Regions from separate parts of the Callithrix jacchus genome. Here region 1 is linked to region 2. The links are chromatin contacts, called in public Hi-C maps. All regions are on one chromosome and are shown on one strand. Each heading gives the region's core, a stretch centred on a gene start, on an enhancer-like site or on the middle of the called end of the contact. The rest is flanking DNA. Distances are from core to core; before and after follow the strand shown. Region 1 has its middle 21 kb from the start of NEK2. Region 2 holds the start of SLC30A1 (solute carrier family 30 member 1).

Region 1 (6,841 bases), core at 3,753-6,252, 72 kb before region 2:
GAGACGGGGTTTCTCCACGTTGGTCAGGCTGGTCTCAAATTCCTGACTTCAGGTGATCCACCCGCCTCTGCCTCCCAAAGTGCTGAGATTACAGGCATGAGCCACTGTGCCCGGCACGTATTCTGTGTTTTTATATGTTTTCAAACTCCCTTTTAAAAATGTAAATAAATGTAAATGCAAAAAAAGGGTAAATAAATATCTTCGAAATAATTTTTAAATTATTTTTTCCAGAGTTACATTTTTAGACTTCTGCTCTTTCAGGATTATGATTTTCAGGATTTAGACTTTAAGGATTTTGACCTTTTGGGACTTCAGGATTATGACATTGGGGATTATGGCATTTGATGTTGTATCTCTCAAGACTATGATTGGCTCCCTATGTCAGTAGTGCCACTTTTGAGAAACCTGATCTAAGCTCAAACCTGTTGGGATATATCTCAGCCTTGAAGGAAAGCTATTTTGAATTTTGATGGAGATACATATCTGTGTGTGTGTGTGTGTGTGTGTGTGTGTGTATGTGTGTATCATATATATATCTGACTTTTAGTATATATATGACATATCTTACACATATATGACATATATGTATATATCTTTTATATATATATATATATATATATATGTATCTGACTTTTAGTATAAATCAGCAGTCTCTGCTGTGCCTTTTCCTTTATCAGATTTTCCTGCTTTTAGCTTAATGAAATAAGACCAGGTTATGAAGGGTTAATAATCAGTGAGAGGAAATAGCTTTTTCATATATGTCGGATATGACTCAACCGGTAACCTGGTTCCATCAAGTACAAATGATACTATCCAAACACAATCAGAAACTGACGACCAGGCCTTTAATCCTAACAGAATCAGCTTGACATAAATACTGAGTATGACTCCTGGCCAGCTGTATAATTTGCAAGACCCAGTGCTAAATGAAAATGTAGGACTCTTGTTCGAAAAGCAGGAAACAAGTACCCCAAAAGGTACCTATATAGCGTTTTCCTTTCTTCCAAGGTTTCTCTCTCTCTCTGCTTATTGCAATGCTATTTGCTATTTAATATTCTAAGTAAAGAAAAATTAAAATTTTAAATGATTAGCATGAATTTTACCATTTCTATTGTGCAGTGCTGATTTTAAATGTCAATAGCAGAGCATTCAGCTCAGATAGGGAATGAATTATACAATTCATATTTTGTGGGTCTTCTCTGAGGGTGCCTCAAGTTGACCAGAGGAGACAGACATACAAGACCTTCAGGCATCTGGGAACCCTTGACTCTGACACCTGCTCGGTTCCCCCTTCCTCCAGTCACCAGACCTCCACAATGCCAGGCCCGGAGGAGCAGAGGCAGGCATCTTCCTTTCACACAGGCCAATTGGCCCAGGCGATGGCAGATGGGCCACCTCCAAGGAGGATCTTTAAACCTTCACGCTGGGACTTTATACTTGGAACAGGGTATCTGGATGGCCCTTGCCAAGACATGGCCTCCAGCTGGCTGCCCACCAGACATGCCATGGGGGAGAGGGGAAATGGGTTCAGGACAGCTGCTGCCATGCCCTGCCTGGGGATGCACTGGAGGCTGAATACTCAACACTGACCCTCCCCTTGCCTATGCCTGGGCCCCTTCTGGTTATGAGAAGGGGAGGTTGGGTGGGACCCAGTGCACTAAAGGTTAGGGAGGGGTCTGAGAGCCATCTGGGAGTCTATGGGGATGAAGGGAGGTGGGAACATGCTTGAGCAGAGGCCTGAGCCCCCACACAGGCTCCATTGTCCCATCAAACTCCACTTACAAAAGGCAAATTCAAGGACACAAGTATTAGCCGGTGCAGTGGCTCCCAAGTGTAATCCCAGCACTTTGGGAAGCTGAGGGGGGTGGATGGCCTGAGGTCAGGAGATTGAGACCAGCCTGGCCAATATGGTGAAGCTCCAACTCTATTAAAAATACAAAAATTAGCTGGGCATGGTGGTGGGCACCTGTAGTCCCAGCTACTCAAGAGACTGAGGAAGGAGAATCTCTTGAACCCAGGAGGCGGAGGCTGCAGTGAGCTGAGATCATGCCACTGCACCCCAGCCTGGGAGACAGAATGAGACTCCATCTCAAAAACACACAAACAAACAAACAAACAAACAGACAGAAAGATACAAGTATTAAGAATTTCAAGACTTCAACCTCGCAATGCTAGACTCCAGGCACCAAGGCCTTCCGAATACTAGGTTTTTCTGCATGTGGGGTCCTGTGTGGCTGTGCAGGTTACTTGGCTGTAAAACCACCCCTTTCTCTGGGAAATGCCTTTCTACCTTAGAAAAGAATACATTTTCTTCTCGTTTTGAAACCTGAGCCATGCTGGACAGCTTCTCATCCCAGATTTCACCTTTATATTTTCATTCATTGCTTAATTCAACCAACAAGCAGCTATTGAGCACCCACTATGAGCCAGGCACTGTTTAAGGTGCTGAAGATACAGCCATGAAGAAACATTGAAATCCCTGCCCTTACTGACCCCTTCAAATGGGGCAAGACAGTCAGAAACTAATCATCCATAGAGCATGGTAGCGATGAGTGTAAAGGAGCAGAGAGAAGCGGGAGTTGGGAGCTGCAATCTCAGAAGAAGATTGCGGTGCAGCAGGAAGAGGAGGAGACTAACCATAGCAGGTTAGAGTGGAGGTCGGGGTGGAGGGGAAAAGCAAAGGGAATGAGAGACCTGAGGGGGTCGGAGGAGAGAGCAGGGAAGACAACAGACCAGTGGTGGGCTGGGGGCAGGACTGGGGATTTGAGCAAAACTGGGAGAAACAACAGGGCAGGACTTGAAAGCTGGCAGAGTCTTGGAAACTGAGGAGACATTTCAAATCTAATCATGAGTCCCCTCTCCTTGGTCTTAAGCCAACAAAACCTTGTTTACAGTTCCCCGCTGAAGGTGGGAATGCCTGGGGTATTTGGGCAGTGATGGTAGATTAGAAGGGGGTCCCTTCACCTCTTCAAGGAGAACTACAAACCACTGCTCAAGGAAATAAGAGAAGATATAAACAAATGGAAAAACATTCCATGCTCATGGGTAGGAAGAATCAATATCATGAAAATGGCCATTATACCCAAAGTAATTTATAGATTCAATGCTCTCCCCATCAAGCTACCATTGACTTTCCTCAAAGAATTAGAAAAAACTACTTCAAATTTCATATGGAACCCAAAAAGAGCCTGCACAGCCAAGACAATCCTAAGCAAAAAGAACAAAGCTGGAGGCATCATGCTACCTGACTTCAAACTATACCACAAGGCAATAGTAACAAAAACAGCATGGTATTGGTACCAAAACAGATACATAAACCAATGGAACAGAACAGAGGCCTCAGAAATAATGCCACACAACTACAACCATCTGATCTTTGACAAGCCTGACAAAAACTAGCAATGGGGAAAGGATTCCCTATTTAGTAAATGGTTTTGGGAAAACTGACTAGCCATATGCAGAAAGCTGAAACTGGACCACTTCCGTATACCTTATACAAAAATTAACTCAAGATGGATTAAAGACTTAAATGTAAAACCTAAAACCATAAAATCCTAGAAGAAAACCTAGGCAATACCATGCAGGACGTAGGCATTGGCAAAGACTTCATGACTAAAACACCAAAAGCAATGACAGCAAAAGCAAAAATTGACAAATGGGATCTAATTAAACTAAAGAGCTTCTGCACAGCAAAAGAAACTATCATCAGAGTGAACAGGCAACCTACAGAATCGGAGAAAATTTTTGCAGTCTGACCATCTGACAAAGAGGCAATACCTAGAATCTACAAGGAACTTAAACAAATTTACAAGAAAAAAAATCCCATGAAAAAGTGGTCAAAGGATATGAACAGACACTTCTTAAAAGATGACATTTATGCCGCCAACACATATTTGAACAAAAGCTCATCATCACTGGTCATTAGAGAAATGGAAATCAAAATCACAATGAGATACCATCTCACACCAGTTAGAATGGTGGTCATTAAAAAAATCAGGAAACAACAGATGCTGGAGAGGATGTGGAGAAATAGGAAGGCTTTTACATTGCTGGTGGGAGTATAAATTAATTCAACCATTGTGGAAGACAGTGTGGCGATTCCTCAAGGATCTAGAAATAGAAATTCCATTTGACCCAGCAATCCCATTACTGGGTATATACCCAAAGGATTATAAATCATTCTACTATAAAGACACATGTACAGGTATATTTATTGTAGCACTATTCACAATAGCAAAACTTAGAACCAACCCAAATGCCCATCAATGAGACTGGATAAAGAAAATGTAGCACATATACACCATGAAACACTATACAGCCATAAAAAAGGATGATATCGTGTCCTTTTTAGGGACACAGATGAGGCTGGAAACCATTGTTCTCAGCAAAGTAACTCAGGAACAGAAAATCAGATACCGGATGTTCTCACTCATAAGTGAGAGCTGAACAATGAGAACACATGAATGCAGGGAGGGGAACATCACACACCAGGGCTTGTTGTCGGTGAGGGGCTAGGGGAGGGATAGCATTAGGAGAAATACCTAATGTAGACAACGGGTTGATGGGTGCAGCAAACCACCATGGCACGTGTATATCTATGTAACAAACCTGCACATTCTGCACATGTACCCCAGAACTTAAAGTACAATAATATTTAAAGAAGCAGGGGGTCCCTTTGATGGGGCCGTGGGGAGCAGGTTCCTCCCAAATGATGTTTCTCCAGCATCACAAAGATCTTAAGATCTCTGCTAAGATGCTCTGCTAGACACTAGCACTGTACTTACCATTACAGAGTTTACATGTTTAAATAATAATGAGTTGAACCCAGCACAGCCTACTCACAGGCGCTTGAAAAAGGGTCACTGGATTTGAATCAGATTAACCAGCTGTCCTGGCTGACAAAACCGCAAGGTGGCGCCATTGCTCTTCTAGAGCCGCCGTCCCACCCTCCCCGACTAGTCTGAGCAACTGGAGTTACTGCCAGAGTCCATACCCGGCATTGGTTTAATGACCTCTCCCCATTATTTCCTTCAGTCCTCACAATACCCCTGTGAAGCAGGGGTATCGAGTCACATTTTACACGGGGAAACTCAGATTCAGTGTTCACAGCTCCAGAGCTCAGGCTTTTGGCAATAACCCTCCACTGCCTCCCCAAGACAGCAAAAGGTCCGCTCTGTGCCCCAAGCCATCCAGTTTCCCACAGGGATGGGTTAAGCATCATAACTCATGGCTTTACCCAAGACATTTGAATTGAAGAGGAAGGTGGACGCAGAGCCAGCATGGTTAGGGCCAGTGGCCTTTCTGGACTTGTGTGCCAGGAGAGGTGAGTTAGCGTGGGGGAGGCCGGAGAGGGGGCTTTCAGGTGACCCCAGTAGGACCCCATGCCCCCCCCCCCACCGCCTTTGCTCGGCATCCTCTACAGTATGGCTTTGCATGTCCTCAAAAGCCCGGCCAGCTGCCCAGTACCCTCAGGCGGTCCAGTGTCCCCCACTCCTGAGGGCCACCTCATTCAGGACTGCCCTCCCCTGAAGCCTTTTGTATTTCCAGAAGACCCTCCTCCTTTTAGGGCAACACCCTTTCAGTTAGGCAAGCTAGTTCCCTCAGTGACTAAGATAAGGCTGTCCTCGGCGGGACTGGGGCTGAAAGCAAAAGATGATACAGGGCAGCTGTTTAAAAAAGAATGAAGTGAATTTGTATGCACCAGCAAGAAGAGATTATTGCTCATTGTGACTTGGTGGCTGGAAAATAGGGATCCCTGTTAGACTGATGGATTTCACACCATGGGGGAGGATGGAACCAGCCCGGGCTGTGCTCACGTGTGGCTTTCTTTACCCCTCACTCAGCCCCAGCCTCAGCCTCCCACCCTCTACGCAAGGAGGACAGAGGTCAGCTGCTGAGGAGCCTCCTCCATGTGAAAGGTTGCATTCCACCCCGCATTCAGAGGGACACCCTTGCTAACCTCTACGGAGGCACCTTACTTACATTTCTGACACCATAGACACAGCCACAGCCACAGCTCTGGGGCCCCACGGCTCCCCTCGAGCTGCTGAAATCCCAGGCAACCAAGGCTGCTCTTCCCTAGATGCCCAACAACCACCCAGCCAGGAAACAAATCCGCCCTTCTCCCGCTGCCCAGACTCTCTCTGAGACAATCTCTGGCAACCTTGATGCAACAGAGTGTTCCACAATCGTAGTCACACGTTCACAGAAAGCGTTAACAGATGATTCACTCCATTAAAACAAAAACAAATAAACAAACAGAAAAACAGGCCGGGCGCAGTGGCTCACCTCTGTAATCCCAGCACTTCTGGAAGCTGAGGTGGGTAGATCACTTGAGTTCAGGAGTTAGAGACCAGCCTGGCCAATATGGTGAAACCCTGTCTCCACTTTAAAAAATACAAAAATTAGTCCAGGTGCGATGGCTCATGCCTGTAATCCCAGCACTTCAGGAGGCTGAGGCAGGTGGATCATGAGGTCGAGAGATCGGGACCATCCTGGCCAACATGGTGAAACCTCATCTCTACTAAAAATATAAAAATTAGCTGGGCATGGTGGTGCACACTTGTAGTTCCAGCTACTTGGGATGCTGAGGCAGGAGAATCGCTTGAACCCAGGAGGCGGAGGTTGCAGTGAGCTGAGATCACGCCATTGCACTCCAGCCTGGGTGACAGAGTGAAACTCTCTCAAAAAAAAAAAAAACAAGAAAAAAAAAAACAGTTAAATTATGAAGTGACAACATCATTGTAAAAGATTCGAACACTATGGAAAGTATATCTAGTGAAAATGTAAAGGTAAACGTTCCTTACCCATTACCCTAGTTTCTATCTCTCGTTTCAGAAGT
Region 2 (6,735 bases), core at 3,672-6,171:
GGAAGGACCTATGCAATCAGCTCACCCCCAGACAAATTTAACAAACTGGGAGTCTGGCTGGCGAATGAGTCCTTTTTGAGTCCATATGAATGAGTTCCCCCTAGGTGAAATAATTAAAAAGTAGTTTCTGAATTTGCAAGTTGAGAACTCAGCCCTGGATTCTTGGTGACCCCAAGTACAGGAGGCCTGAAAGGCCCTGTCTGACAGTATTTACTAGGCAGCTCCATCTCCTGTGCCCACCTTTTAAGTCCAGTTAAGAAGCTATCATGTAACCCCCTCACTGAAAAAGTGTGGAAAGTGAGGTCCAGAGAGGTTTAGTAACTTATCCAACATCACACAGTAATTTTTAAGGGCCAGTCCCTGAACTATCATCCTAAAATTCATTAGGTGTGTGATCCTTTCAAAAATGCTCTACTGGCCAGCATCTTCATAGATGAGTAATGGAGAGAGTCATAAAAACATACTTTTAAATTAAATTTTATTCTTTTAAAATTTTCTGTACATTGTGCTTTAATTACCATCTCTGGCCCCAAGAGTAGAAGGGCTAAAGAAAGAATGGACATTCAGTCTAAAGCCTTAACACGGACTACCTGAGCCTTCAACAATTTCTGGTATTAATGTTACATAGCACTGCACCCAAGAAATTCACAGATGCTTTTAATGAGTGTTCCTATATAGATAGCAGTGCCTTTATTTCTAGATTGAATTTCCAGGCATGACTGAAAAAATTAGACCCAGTTTTCAGCCTCCAAGAAAAATGAGTTCCTTTTGCTGCTAGTCCTCATCTGCTTTATTTTTTTTTTGAGATGGGGTTTCACTAGTCGCCCAGGCTGGTGTGCGATCGTGTGTTATTAGCCCACTGCAACCTCTGCCTCCCCAGTTCAAGTGATTCTACTGTCTCAGCTTCCCGAATAGCTGGGATTACAGGTATGCACTACCATGCCTGGCTAATTTTTGTATTTTTAGTAGAAACAGGGTTTTACTATGTTGGCCAGGCTAGTCTTGAACTACTGACTTCAGGTGATCCGCCAGCCTAGGCCTCCCAAAGTGCTGGGATTACAGGCATGAGCCACTATGCTGGGCTATTCTTTAAATTAACAAACAAATATAAAAAGTCAGTGACTGTCCCCGGCCTCTCACTGTACAATTTCACTCTCTACACTGTTCCTGTTTCCCCTTTGCTCCCACGTGGGTTTCCTGCTCTGACCATTTCTTTCATATGGTTTCCCTCATACCTCTGAGACTTTTGTGCTATTTCTGGGCTTTATTGCTGCATTGTTACTTGTTTATTCTTTGTTCTACTGCCTGTTCCTTTGGGAGCAGCTGAAAAAGCAAACCTTGGCGCTCATGTTGTTGGTAGAGATTACACTTCATATTTGTAATAATTATTCACGCACGTTTTGAGAGATTTCCCCACCATTTTTAAGATTGAACATTAGAAGTGATTTACTGTCAACCAAAGTCAAATATAATCTGGTTTTCACGTGGTTTTATTTCATCTTTCCAACGAAGGTACAGCTTTATACACTCATACTTTTTGATAACCAAAATTCAGAAGCATGCTTGTGTCTAACAGTTTTTACAAGAACCCTACAGGATCCTTTTAAACTGTCATTAAAAGCAAGGAGGGGTCCAGAGGGTTTTGAGATTGCAGTTTGTCTGAAGCATTTGACTTTCATTCAAATTGGCAGTCTCTTTTCCAAAAAGAGCATTATTCTCTCATCTTTAAAGTATGCTGGGTTTAGTCAGTTTGCATACTAAGCAAGTTATCAGGAGATTTCTTAAACATTAAGAAGAGAAAGCCATGCCATCTTGCTCAACGCAGGGCCACAGCCTCCAGGGGTGTTGGTGAATAATTGTATGGTGTCCCTTCATTTATCTATTCCTGCCTGTGTTGACACTCTATAAGGACAACCAGATGAAAAGGAAAAAACTCAAGTACAGGTACCAAAGTCTTTTGCCTATATAATGCTAGAGGGAAACAAAGTTTGACTGAAGTGTTTTGCTGTGTGGTAAATATTAATCTCCCCAGAGAACATAATTATAACTTCTCTGCAACCTGGAAAATGTACTCCCTGCCCCCTCTGTCCCGCCCCCACCAGCCACACTAGGAGGGAATAAAGCAAACTGGGAAATGGCTTAAATGCAGGCACAAAGTAGGTTCTCAGAAGCGGCTATGAGTTGAACCTGTTTTTACATGGATCTAAAAATCTCCCAGTTTAGTCTGTTTAGTTATTGAAGGATTGCTATTGTGTTTGCAAAGCATCCCTGACTTTTTACATCTTCTTATTGGTTCTTCTTTGGGTATCAAATCCTCACATTTGAAGGAATGTATTTTTTAAATAAAGCAGGACACAGCAGCCCTCAGTAGAAGGGAAAATGGTCTTCCAACTGCCTTTAGGCCATTTCCATGAGAATATCTTGACCCATAAGTGGCTCCCCAATTTCCATATAGGAGAGGCTAGTTGGTAGGATGTTTGAAGTTGTGTTTACATATGATCAGAAAAATGTCACTTGTCCATATCAAAGGAGAGGAAGTTATGGAAGTCCTAAACCTATTAATACATCCTTGAGCACTGCTCCAACCCAGACTTCACTTCAAATTAAGGACATTAAAAATGGAGCTCGCTGGGAGCGGTGGCTTACATCCATAAACCCCGCACTTTGGGAGGCCAAGGTGAGTGGATCACGAGGTCAGGAGTTCAAGACCAGCCTGACCAACATGGTGAAACCCCCATATCCACTAAAAATACACAAAATTAGCTGGGCATGGTACCGCTAGCCTGTAATCCCAGCTACTCAGGAGGCTGAGGCAGGAGAATCACTGGAACCCGGGAGGCAGACATTGCAGTGAGCCGAGATCATACCATTGCACTCCAGCCTGGGCAACAGAGCGAGACTGTCCCAGAAAAAAAAAAAAAAATGGAGCTCTTATTTTTCTCCTAAAAATCAGCGCCTTGGCCCCCCTTCCCAACGTCTTCACCTATTTAAGGCAGTATTTTCCTCATCAGGTTAGAAACATCTTTGTTCTCCTACTTAGCTTGCTCCTTCCCAATACCCAATTAATCATCAAATTCTATCATTTTTTTTCTCCTTTATAATGTCTTGGAAATTCTCCTCCATTCTTTATATTCCAGCCAAACAGAAACAGGTGATGATCCAGCTCTCCAGTCTGGATGAAATTGGAAACACACCACTCACAAGTGAAAACAATTTTATAGGAATTATAAGAATACCAAAACAGGCCAGGTGTGGTGGTTCACACCTATAATCCCAGCACTTTGGGAGGTGGAAGTGGGCAAATCATAAGGTCAGACATTCGAGACCAGCCTGGCCAATATGGTGAAACCTGTTTCTACTAAAAATACAAAAATTAGCCAGGCATGGTGGCAGGCGCCTGTTGTCCCAGCTACTGGAGACGCTGAGGCAGGAGAATCTCTTGAACCTGGGAGGCAGAAGTTGCAGTGAGCTGAGATTGCGCCACTGCGCTCCAACCTGAGCATCAGAGCCAGAATCCGTCACCAAAAAAAAAAAAAAAAAAAAAAAAAGCAAAATTTACAGCTCCAAACAAGCCTTGTATACACATCTCTAGGCAATAGCTGGCACTGCATTTGTCCTGTAGCAATCTAGAGCAGTGAGGGTCTTTCTGCTGTTCAGGAGCTGTGGTGAGGCCTTTTGGGTCCAGCTTAAGCCATTCTGATTCCAGCCACCACCCCATCTTACATCGGGAAGCGGTTCCCTTCCAGATCAACTCATCTCCACCCACAGCACAGTGCTTATGTATTCGGTCTAAACTAGATAGTACAATTTATCAAGAGTATTCCATCGTAATTTTAAAATGCCATGTTTATATTTTACCTCCACCTGGACAGAAGCTCCTACTTTTGTATTCTTACTGCCCCTCCCCTTCCCCCTTCCCATAGCAACCAGCACAGGATTCCGCCATGTGCAGTCTATAAATAAATGTTAAATCATAGAGCCTTAGAATTTTGGAGTCAGACGGGGATCTTCAGCGTTGCATGTGTCCAATCCTTTATAGATGGGGAAACAGGTCTAGAGAGATTAGGTGACTTGTTCAAAGCCACACAGCTGGCTATTGACAAGGCAAGGAGCAGAGCCGAGGTTTCTCCTGCCTGAAGTCTGTACCCTAAATTGTTCTTAGATAATCTGTGACAGAGACACCTGAGTTTACACAATGTCTCCTGGGGCTGAAGGTGATAGGAGAAACTGCCTTTCCTGAAACACGTAAAAAGATTCGGTCCACGCCCATAGCAGACCTTCAGGAAGACTAACTCCTCAGCTCGGCGTCCAGCAGAGTCCCAAGTTCCGCCCGCACTTGTTTATACGTCTGTCCTTCGAAAGGACGGAGCGCCCGAGGGCCCCAAGCTCAGGGGCTCCCCTGCGGCCCCTCCCCCGTCACCTAGCTGTCATACAGCCGCCGCGCGGCCCGCCCCCACGTGGACTAGGCTCGGAGGATCAAAGTCTGTTTGCAGCCCAGCCCCCGCAGGTGTGCTGGAGTCTGCGAGGGTCCGCAGCGCTAGAGCTGGGACTCCGCCACGCCCTAGGGGACCGGGCCCGCCCCTCCTCCTCCCGCTGCACGCGGCCCGCGCCCCCGAGACGCCAGCCGCTGCACCCGGCCACGGCCCCCCGGCCCACGCCCGGCTCCGGGAGAGAATGGCCCCGCCCCCATCTGTTGGAGCCGCATCCCCGCCCCCTTCCCGCCCCTCCTAGGCTCCATCCAATAGCGAGGGTGGCTGGGCGGGACGCCGACGCTGTCGTGAGGGGGCTCTGACCAATGGAAAATCGAGCCGGGCCTGGTGGGCGGGGCGCCAGGGCCTTGTCACGCTCGGGTCCGTGTGAAAACGGGGGTTCCGAGTGCAAAGCAAAGTTTTTTTGTAAACCGTCTGCAAAGGCGGGGGCGGGGGGGCGAAGAAGGCGCCCGAGACCGGGCCGAGTGCAGTGGCCGCCGCCTCTCTAGCTCCTCAGCCATCCGCTCCTCAGTCAAGCGGCCGCGGAGGAGCTCAGCAAGGAGAGTCCTCAGATGCTCGGAGCTTTCTCGGCGCGAAGCTGCCGGTCGCCCTCGCCCGCCCCCCTCCTGCTTCTGCTCCAAGCTCCGGCTCTTGGTACCCCGGCTCCGGGAGTCCAGCTCCCCGCCGCCGCCGTCGCCCGGGTGTGGGTGTGAGGGCTGCTGGGTCTGAGCCGGGCCTCGGCGCCTGTTCTGAGGACCGACGCCTGAGGAGCTGCGCGCCGCGGCGCCGCCGGCTGGCGGAGGACTCCCACAGGCGCGGGGCTAGGCGGCTTGACCCGGGCTCGGCCCCGTGCGGCCGCGGGAGCACCTCAGCGGTTTCCCTAGCGGCCCGACTCGGGCGCTCCTCGGTGTCGCGGTCGCCGACCCTCCGCGCCCGGCCAGCGCCGCCGCCGCATCAGTCTCCGGCCCGGGCTCGGCGGGCCCCGCAGCCGCAGCCATGGGGTGCTGGGGTCGGAACCGGGGCCGGCTGCTGTGCATGCTGGCGCTGACCTTCATGTTCATGGTGCTGGAGGTGGTGGTGAGCCGGGTGACCTCGTCCCTGGCGATGCTCTCCGACTCCTTCCACATGCTGTCGGACGTGCTGGCGCTGGTGGTGGCGCTGGTGGCCGAGCGCTTCGCCCGGCGGACCCACGCCACCCAGAAGAACACGTTCGGCTGGATCCGAGCCGAGGTGATGGGGGCTCTGGTGAACGCCATCTTCCTGACCGGCCTCTGTTTCGCCATCCTGCTGGAGGCCATCGAGCGTTTCATCGAGCCGCACGAGATGCAACAGCCGCTCGTGGTCCTCGGGGTCGGCGTGGCCGGGCTGCTGGTCAACGTGCTGGGGCTCTGTCTCTTCCACCATCACAGCGGCTTCAACCAGGACTCCGGCCACGGCCACTCGCACGGAGGGCACGGCCACGGCCACGGCCACAGCCTCCCCAAGGGGTCCCGCAATAAGAGCGGCCGCCCCGGGAGCAGCGACATCAACGTGGTCCCGGGCGAGCAGGGGCCTGACCAGGAGGAGACCAACACCCTTGTGGCCAATACCAGCAACTCCAACGGGCTTAAACTGGACCCCGCAGGTAAGCCGGGCAAGTCGCCGCCGCAGGTGGTTGGGTTTGGGGAGCCCAGAGCCTCGCCTGGCCCTCGGCGGGGTGGCCCGCACGCCCCCTGCTGCCCGAGCGGGCCTGCGCCGCGCCGCCCCTGCCCGCTCCCTCCCGGTCTTGCACACGCCCCGCCGCTCCAGGAAATCATAACCCCCTCAGCCGGGTGCAAGGAGTCGGGACGCGTCTGGCATATTTGTAGGTGGGGACTATGGGTCTGACCCTAGTAAAAGGGTCAGGAGGTGAACGTCATCCTGCTGCAGTCCACACCCGCACAGGCTGCACCAACTCTGCTGGAGACTTGTCTTGTTATGGTTACAGCAGGTCAGAAACGCTGCCCAAATCAGTTCCTTGGTCCTCTTGGGAAACGGAGAGAATCCCTAATTCGTCCCCAGTTGTTGGGTGTTGGAAACCTTGCTCTGCCAAAGTAGTTCTTATGCCCATTGAACGCGTTTCATAAATGAATTCAGAGCATGTAAACCCAGCTTAAAGGTTTCTTTTATGAACAGCAGTGTATGCTTCAGCGCATTGATCCCTGATCCTGGAAATCATAAATTTAGGACCTGTCTGGGCATGTTTTAACGTTTTCCTAGGACTTTTCATAATCGTACTGTACTAAAA

What was found. A called contact is a pair of places that touch in the nucleus more often than the background predicts.
Region 1: a Hi-C map of skeletal muscle shows a contact between it and region 2, with 13 times the contacts expected there. The contact joins the enhancer-like site here to the promoter of SLC30A1 in region 2. A contact is called at or near these places in 3 of 3 Hi-C or Micro-C datasets (induced pluripotent stem cells and skeletal muscle).

Annotation. Positions count from the first base shown.
Region 1 is chr19:16,803,227-16,810,067 of calJac240_pri, reverse strand. No RefSeq gene overlaps it. Among named protein-coding and RNA genes, the nearest start is that of NEK2, 21 kb to the left of the region's middle. Within about 2 kb of position 5,002, at least 2 of the 16 cell types and tissues checked have an H3K27ac peak or open chromatin away from gene starts, as enhancers often do.
Region 2 is chr19:16,731,591-16,738,325 of calJac240_pri, reverse strand. It overlaps SLC30A1 (solute carrier family 30 member 1), which reads left to right and starts at 4,921. Exons shown (of 2, transcript XM_008985266.5): 1 at 4,921-6,093. The coding sequence starts at 5,466.